2 separate regions of the Mus musculus genome follow, and region 2 is linked to region 1. The links are chromatin contacts, called in public promoter capture Hi-C maps. All regions are on one chromosome and are shown on one strand. Each heading gives the region's core, a stretch centred on a gene start, on an enhancer-like site or on the middle of the called end of the contact. The rest is flanking DNA. Distances are from core to core; before and after follow the strand shown.

Evidence for each region. Promoter capture Hi-C pulls out the DNA fragments that hold promoters and counts their contacts.
Region 2: a promoter capture Hi-C map of 3T3-L1-derived adipocytes shows a contact between it and region 1, with 2.6 times the contacts expected there. The contact joins the promoter of Itgb3bp here to the enhancer-like site in region 1. A contact is called at or near these places in 5 of 39 promoter capture datasets (3T3-L1-derived adipocytes, cranial neural crest, embryonic stem cells and 1 more), 5 of 115 datasets of contacts at active chromatin or transcription factors (astrocytes, embryonic limb bud, embryonic stem cells and 1 more) and 1 of 9 other capture datasets (embryonic stem cells).

What each region holds. Positions count from the first base shown.
Region 1 is chr4:99,552,974-99,557,387 of GRCm38.p6, reverse strand. It overlaps Gm40211 (a long non-coding RNA gene), which reads left to right. Exons shown (of 3, transcript XR_867952.1): 3 at 2,560-2,602. Among named protein-coding and RNA genes, the nearest start is that of Gm40211, 14 kb to the left of the region's middle. Within about 2 kb of position 2,052, at least 5 of the 459 cell types and tissues checked have an H3K27ac peak or open chromatin away from gene starts, as enhancers often do. A contact at or near this core is called in 3T3-L1-derived adipocytes, where this site is marked.
Region 2 is chr4:99,826,803-99,831,216 of GRCm38.p6, reverse strand. Itgb3bp (integrin beta 3 binding protein (beta3-endonexin)) reads left to right here and starts at 2,059. Exons shown (of 9, transcript NM_026348.4): 1 at 2,059-2,134. The coding sequence starts at 2,130. Efcab7 (EF-hand calcium binding domain 7) reads right to left here and starts at 1,772. Exons shown (of 14, transcript NM_145549.2): 1 at 1,663-1,772.

The DNA.
Region 1 (4,414 bases), core at 803-3,302:
CTAATCTTTAATACTTCCCGCCCCCAGCCATCTATTTGTTGAAGAAAATGGAGAATTGATCACCTAGAATTTCCCACACTCCAGTTCTGTCTGCATTATCCAACCCATCCTCCTAGCTAGTATAGTTCCTGGGGTGGTAGAGCCTTGCCTGCAGAGATTCGTGGGGTCTGCTGAGGTTTTGGGGGTCCATCTCCAGAGTTTCTAGACCATTTGTGTTTCTAACATGCTTCCAAAAGGGTGCTGGGGCTGGTGATCCAGGCCACACTCTGAGGATCCCTGCTCTAGGGCAAAGATTAGGCCCTTTGGAAAATAATAAGCAGCTATGGGAAGAGGGGAGGATAGAGCTCAGAGATGATTCTTAGTGAGACCCGGGGTTTAATCCCTGCACTAAGTAAATAAGCAAATAAGTTAAAACACATGCTAGAGTACACACACACACACACACACACACACACACACACACACACACACACAACCTGCTTGTGTCCCCTGCTGCATACACGTAGCTCAAGGCACAGTATATTGCACTTTAGGAAACAGCAGCAGAAGGCTGGTAGCTCTCTGACCTTTTCTCATTTCCTTCTGCACTCGCTCAGATTTTCATTTGAGTTCCCTCCTCAGATCTGGTGCAGAAGTGTCCTCATTTCTGAAGACATAGACAGATTTGGGAGGGGAAAAAAAAAAGGCCTGGCTAAATTCTCCCCAGTGTGTATCACGTGGCGTCGTGCTCTGTTTGTGCCTATGCCTGTCAGTTCCCAGCTTCTCCACCAAACTCAGCATCAAAATGTGCAAGCTTTCCTGTTGCTTTGGCTCCTCTTTCCCTAAAGCCCCTTTGCTATGGAAAGCTTATATAAAATCATTTGCATGTTTTTGTAAATTTGCTCCTGTTATGGGTAGGTACATCATCCAGGAGCCTAGTGATGGATGGGTAACAAATCTTTCCTCCCTCACAATAGAGATTTGTTTAAGAAAATGTATTACTTTTGTTCTTTTGACTCTTTTTCTTCCTTCCTTCTTTCCTTCCTTCCTTCCTTCCTTCCTTCCTTCCTTCCTCCCTCCCTCCCTCCCTCCTCTTTCTTTCTTTCTTCCTTTCTTTCTTCCTTCCTTCCTTCCTTTCTTTCTTTCTTTCTTTCTTTCTTTCTTTCTTCCTTCCTCCCTCCCTCCCTCCCTCCCTCCTCTTTCTTTCTTTTTTTCTTTCTTTCTTTCTTTCTTTCTTTCTTTCTTTCTTTCTTTCTTTCTTCCTTCCTTCCTTCCTTCCTTCCTTCCTTCCTTCCTTCCTCCCTCCCTCCTCTCTCTCTTTCTCTCTCTTCCTTCCTTCCTTCCTCTCTCCCTCCCTCCCTCCTCTTTCTTTCTTTCTTTCTTTCTTTCTTTCTTTCTTTCTTTCTTTCTTTCTTTCTTTCTTTCTTCTTCCCTCCCTCCCTTCCTTCCTCCCTCCCTCCCTTCCTTCCTATTTCACCCCCTCCTCGTTCTTGGAGTTGATTCTCCTGGTTCCACTTCACACGTGCAGAGATTGCAGGTGTACGCCATCACAGCCGATTTCTGCATGAGTGCTAGGCTAGCCCTCTACCAATTGATCTACATGCCCAGTCTAATTTTCTTTATGATTAATTATTTGAGTTGTCAAATGTTTTGATTCATTTGTTTAGAACTTCTACCATTATTTTACATAGCCCCCACTTGATCTGAAGTAACTAATATTTCCTCTAGCTTTTAGTCTGTCCACTTGTTAATTTTTCTAGCTAACAATGCTGTTTGAATGGTGTTTATTTGTATATTGAAGAGGATTGTGAGAGTAGGTTGCATCTGGGGAGGTGCCTCTCCCAGGCTGGCTTTACTGTGGGAGAGTCCGGTGTGTATCAGATGACTTATCTGTGAACCATGGAAACGTTTTGAAAGGTAAAGCAGACGATACACTGAAGAACCATTTGTCACAAGTAATTGCAGGCAGTCAAAAAGAAGAAAGATTGTACATGAATCATGACGTAAGAGCTGTGAAGGGCAAGTATTTGAGACCAGTCTGCAGCTCCCGAACAGGCTGATCCTCAAATGACACACAAATTTTATGCCAGGAAAGGTTTAGTCCAGAGAACAAATCATTTTGCGTTGTGTCCCAGATTCTATAAAGACAGGACACTTTTTCATAGAGTTGTACTTTTGCATTTTTTCATTAACCAAAACCCATAATTTATTGATATTTCTCTAATTAAATTCATAAAACTGGCAAGAAAACTATCACTATGAACAATATACTATTTGGAAACTTGTGTCTATTATGCAATGGCTGATTTTTTTTTTCTTTTTTGCTTTATGGGCATGGATCCTAGGGCCTCTTGCACACTAGGCAAATGCCTGTATGCAACCGTCACTCTAGTTCCCAAGAGGAGCTGCTTCACACATGTACTCTCTGATACACTTAATTATTTTTTGTAAAAAAAAAAAAAACAAACTACAATAGTAGGATTTCCAAGCTAAGCCACATTTGTTAAATGGAGTTATCATGTTGCAATAAATCTCTTGAGTTTATTGTCCAGCTAACAGAAGTTTGTTTCCTTTGACTAGTGTCTGCCAGAGACTGTCCTCCTACCCAGTGACTACCAACTGCTCTGCATACAAGTGAGATTGTTTGCCTTTTATGCCTGGTTTAGCTTAGTACATTATCTTCCAGTTTTATCCACATTGTCATAAACCTCAGGATTTCCTTCTAAGGTTGATGAGTATTCCATAGGGTATGTATACTGAATTCCCTCTCTCTCCCTCTCTCCCTCTCGCCATTCTCCTCCTCCTCCTTCCCCTTCCCCTCCCCCTCCCTCCCCCTTCCTCTCTCTAGGGCTTCCTGTAGCCATCCCTCCTTCCCCCATCTCCCAAGTGCTGAGATTACAGATATGTATCACTATGCTAGGCTCTTGATTTTTTTTTTTGTTATTGTGAATAATGCTGTAATCGATATGAAAGTGGTGGAGGCTGGAGAGATGTCTCAGTGGTTAAGAGCACTGACCCGGTCTTCCAGAGGATGCAGGTTTGATTCCTAGCGTTCCTATGGCAACTCACAACTGTCTGGAACTCTAGCTCCAGGACTTCTGATGCCTTTTTTCTGGAATCTGCATTTTCTGGAATGTGGTGCACAGACATGTTTGCAGACAAAACATTCACACATATAAAATATATATACCAAATATATGCATCTATATGTGTACATAAATGGTATATATTTTATGTTTGTGTTATATATTTTATGCATATATACATATTTTTAAAATTAAAAGAGAAGAGAAACATGAGAGTAGATTTATCTCTGATATTCGGATCTACTCACTTCATTTTCTGTCCACAAGTGGACTGTGCAGTCCTATGGCACTCTTAGGATTGTTTTAATCTTGGTATTTTGTTTTGTTTGTTTACTTCTTTCCATAGTGGCTGTCTAATTTACATTCTCCCTGATAGTATAAAAGGTTTCCCTTTCTCCACACTATCTCCAACACTTGCTACTGTGTGTGTGTGTGTGTGTGTGTGTGTGTGTGTGTGTGTGTATGTATGTATGTATGTATGTATGTATGTATGGACAGGGTGTTACTGTGTAGCCTAGGCTGGCCTTGAACTAGGCTCTTCCTTCCCACTGAGTGCTGGAATTATAGATGCATATCAGTATGCTGAACATCATTTGTCTTTTTTTTTCCCATTTTTTATTAGGTATTTAGCTCATTTACATTTCCAATGCTATACCAAAAGTCCCCCATACCCACCCACCCCCACTCCCCTACCCACCCACTCCCCCTTTTTGGCCCTAGCGTTCCCCTGTACTGGGGCATATAAAGTTTGTGTGTCCAATGGGCCTCTCTTTCCAGTGATGGCCGACTAGGCCATCTATCATTTGTCTTTGATTGTAGCCATTCTAACACATGTAAGGTATATCTCACTAACATCTTAATTTGTCATTCTCTGATAGTTACTGACTCTCAACATTTCTTCATGTATCTCTTGGCCAGTTTCATATCTTATTTTAGAAATGTCTATTTAGGTGATTTATTTCTTAACTCAAGTTCTTTTCTCACTTCTGATAAGTTGTTCAAACATATACAAATTTTATGTTGAGACAGTATCACTATGTAGCTCCGACTAGCCTGGAGCTCACTGTATAGACCAGACTGTCCTGGGACTCACAGAGATTCGCCTGACTCCACTCGCTGAGTGCTGGGATTAGGGGTGTGTAGCACCACACTTGGCTCTGTGTATTTTGGATATCAGGGTTTTGGTGGTTATGTGGCTCTCTCAGTTTTTTTGCATTGCTTCATTAAAAAAAATACAATTTTGTAATCACTATCAGCATAGAAAGTTTGGCTTGTACAGTTTATATGTGCTACTGAGGACATGGAGCAGAGCTGCCATGTGGGACAGATAGAAAGAAAGCCCTGTCTTA
Region 2 (4,414 bases), core at 810-3,309, 270 kb before region 1:
TAACTGATTTCTAATTATAGATGGATAGATATACACACTGTATATAATTTCTCAAATATACAATGATATCCTAAAGAACAATGATGTAGCATAATCCAAAAGAATCAGAACAAAGAAAATGCATACATGCATCATCTCAAAATAAGACTTCAGGGGAGACTTCACAGGGTTGTTAAGATTACAACAGTTCACAAATGTGAAACATACAGAATACTTCAGGACACACAAATGCTAAAGAAAACATACATGGAGTGAAATTCCCCAACAGTGAGGTTTTTTTTTTAATGCAAATCAACTGCAGTTGGATCCCCCCATAGCAGGATTAACTATCATTTCATTCACATTTCTATAATACAGCTCATGTCAAATCACTGGATATTTGAAGTTCCACCGATTACATTGAGCTTTATAAAGTTCCTTTACTAGTAATAATATTTAGTGTCTATACAGCATGTCTGCTCATAAGACATTAATATACAATCAAACGTCTTATTTAATCCTTTCTACACTGACCAGGCACTTTTTGTCCATTTTACAGATGATGAAATTGAGGGACAGAGATGTCACCCAGTCAGTGGTAATTTGTGAAATCTCAGTCATTTCTTCTTTTAATGTGAATGAAGGTTTATTGAACAAAGGCTACTATGCAGGGCAAAATTGTTCTGGTGGTCTAATGGCTTCCAACATTGCTTTATCCTGCGTTGACTTCTAAAAATACATTCCAATCTAATAAATTGAATAGTTCAAGTTGAACAATAAGATGACACAGGTAGGGTCCCCTTCAGGACTCATTGGATTCATACTCAGGAGGCCTAAATCACTGGCACCTTCTTGAATTATGTAGGTCTTTTACACTTGGGAAAGAAAGATAATAATCGCTTATCATGGATGAAGTACCCTATTTATAATACACAGACCGCCTGCCTGACACTTTCATATTACACCAGATTTAGAAGGACCCCATAGGGATGTGGTGTCACAGTCTGGTTACTGCAAATTGGTATCACCATAATTAAACATCGGTTTTAAACACATATGCGTGCGCGCCATCTCACAAACGGGAAAGAAAACTATTCCAATAAGGAAGAGCAAGCACTCGGCTTACAGCAAGCAATTTAAAAACATTTTTAAGGATCTTCAAGTGCTCCTTCCAAATGGGGTTATTCTCACATGAAAATCCCTGGACAGAAATGTTCCAGAATTCTATTCTTTCCCTTCCTGTGAAGACAGTCCAAACTGAAGCTTAAATAAATATATAATTGCACCCCTAGGGCTCGGAAACCACCTTTTATTTAAAATTCTAGCCCAAGTCTGAGACAGGGGCCTGGAGAGTATATTGTAGCAAACGGCTCCATAAATAACTAGGCACACAATAAGCAGGAAAAATAAACTGTTAAAAGCGCCTAAGGCGTCTAAAGGGCCAAATGAAAACAGAGAGCCATCCAGTCACCGTCGCTGCACCGTGAAACAGTCACAACTAATCCCAGACAAGCTCTCTCCGTTTTTTGTACTCCTCTGGCCACGATGCTGCATCCCCTTGTGTGTTTCGGGGCATGCACCGGCTCTTAGGAGGACACAGAAGTAAACGTAGCAGATGGGAGAGGCGGCCGCACAATGAAGAGCAGAGCGAGCGACAGAGCAAGAGAGAGGCTTGGTGGCTACCTAATTTCAGCTCACAAACCAAGAAGAGCAGCCAATTTTCGTTAGTAGATCCGCGAACCTCTCGGCGCAACCGGACAGACCTCCGCCTTTTTTAGATTACCATAGCAACTGCGCCTCGCCGCCACCGGAAATAAGAGGCAGAGCACCTTCCAAACGCTCCGACCAGAGATTTGTGGACCATTGACCGAGAGAGAACAGCCATGGCATTGTAGCTTATCTGTTGCGAGGCTGGCATGTCCACAATAGTGAGGAGGGTCGTGCGCTGCATGCGGCTGGGGCTAAATGGATTCTGGCCTTAGACTCCCTGCACCATTTCCTTGAACACGTTCAGGCTCTTTCTCGCGCGGAGACTGTTTCCGGCGAGCTGCATACGGGGTGACACCTCATCCAGCGCTTACTACGCGGGCTTTTTATGCTTCCGCGTTTGCGGTTTCTCAGTTGGTTCTGTCCAGCAACGGAGTCCCGAAATGCCGTAGGTATCCCTTCCCCAGACGTTGCTGTTTTGTGGGCCCTCTATGAGCAAAAAGAGTATACAGGAAGAGTATGCCGTCCCATGGTCACCTTGTCTTTTTTATTTCTATAAACTTTTCTCTGTTGACAGCGTCGGGATGCTTGGTATTCCCAACCTACCTCTACCCTTCCAACACTTCTTTGACTCTTAAAACTTCACATCATTGTGTAAGCTGCGGGCTAAATCTGAGTAATGTCTAACTTGAAATGACTAAGAATGAAAGAGTATATTAAGTAAACATTTCTCTGTAATTTGTAGAATTTTTAAATGCTTGTTAAGCATTTGTGTAGTGAGTTCTCTGAAACTCGGGAGAGATTTCATGGACTGAATGGATTTCAGGCACTGAAAGATTCTTAAGATTATCACTTAGCAACTCAGTAATAAGTGATTTACTTTTCTTACTTATAAAAATAAGCTTGAAAAAAGTAAAAAGTGGGTTTGTATTGGGTCATCTTTAAGTTACAGCCCAACCCCAATAATGTGATTACCGAAAATGACCATAGTAGAGATGGGTATTGTGCTAGACTGCTACCCTTCGGCTACCCTACATAGGCTATATAAAGCACAGTTAGCGGTTGTATAAACAGGTTTTTTTTTTTTTTTGTTTTGTTTTGTTTTTAAAAAAAACAGGGTCTTTTTAAAGAATTTGAGGGAGGAGGAAGACCTAACTCTTGTAATACTTCTTTGGCTACCCCCGTACCAGGCTGATTTAGGTACTTCCTGCTAGGGTAACATTTTCCTGTTTGAGTAAAATGCAAACTAAGATATTATCGGGGATACTTGTGTAAGATATGAGCTGACATAAAAGAAGGAGGACCTTCGGAAATAACAATATTTATTAACTCACCATTCTAAAAAGGTTTATCTTTTAATGCATTAGAAAAATGTCTATTATAACATTGCTGGCAAAGATGAGGGAACAAAACTTAAGCAGGAAAAGAATGAAAATGAATTTGGTGTGTAAACTATGTTCCTGATCTGTTTACAGAAGTGAGGAACCAAAATCTATTGGAAGTGGATATTTTTCTGGCAACTGGCAACTTTAATATATGAGTAGATGTTGTTATATTAGAAGAGTTTCATTAAGTACATTGACATCCCATATTTTTAGCAGTTGTGTTGGTTGGTCCATTTTTCTAAAGAATCAGGGGCTTGTATAACCCAGGCTGATCTTAAACTCACTTTGTAGCTGAAGAAAACAACAAACTTCTAATTTTCCGTCCACCTCCCCCAGTGCTGGGATTGCATACCGCCCACTGTTTATTCAGTGCTGGGGGTCCAACCTAAAGCTTTGTGTATAGTAACTGAGCACTGTACCTGATGAACTACATCCTAGACCCAGCTTTGCTGCTAATGTGTTTTAGCAAAGAGATTAAAGCCATCATAATAATTTCATGTATGAAGCATAGTCACGCTGTAGCGCAGTGGTTCTCAACCTGTGGGTTATGACCCCTTTGGTGGTCGAACAGCCTTACACAGGGGCCACCTAAGACCACTGGAAAATATAGATATTTACATTATGATTTATAACAGTAGCAGAATTAAAGTTATGAAGTAGCAACAAAATAATTTTATTAAAGGGTTGCAGCATTAGAAGGGTTGAGAACCACTGCTTTGGTAGCAGAGTTCCGTCTTCGTTAGTGAGATGCTTTGTTTTTAAATGTGATAAACTATGAAGTCAAAGTGGTACTAATAGAAACCTTGGGAAGTTCTTATAAAAGATAGCTAAAAAAAAAAAAAAACCATTTTTTTTATAATGTGGATGAGTGTTTTGCCTGCATGTATGTATATGAATCACTTACAACCTGGTACCCAGGGAGGCCAGGAGAGATCATCATGTGCCCCAGAACTGGAGTCAGAGATGATAATGAGCCACCATACCGTTGCTGGGAACTGAACCCCAGTCTTCTGTAAGGGTAGCAAGTGCTCTTAACTTCTGAGCCATCTCTCCAGTCCCAGAAACTGGACTGATTTTCAGTGATGTTGAAATGATGACGTTTTGGTATGCAATTGTGGAAAGGTGTAATCTGTACTCACTCATAATTTTCTTTATATTTGACTGGAAAATAACATTCTATTCTTTTTTTTTTTTTAAGAAAAGCAATTGGGGAAATAAGTGTAGCCTGAATGAATCTAAAATAAGTGGAAAGGAATAAATTAATGAAGATACAATGGTTAGGATTTTAAAAACAGTGACTGAAGAACAGATTCGTAGGAAGACTGCATACAGCCTTTAAGGTT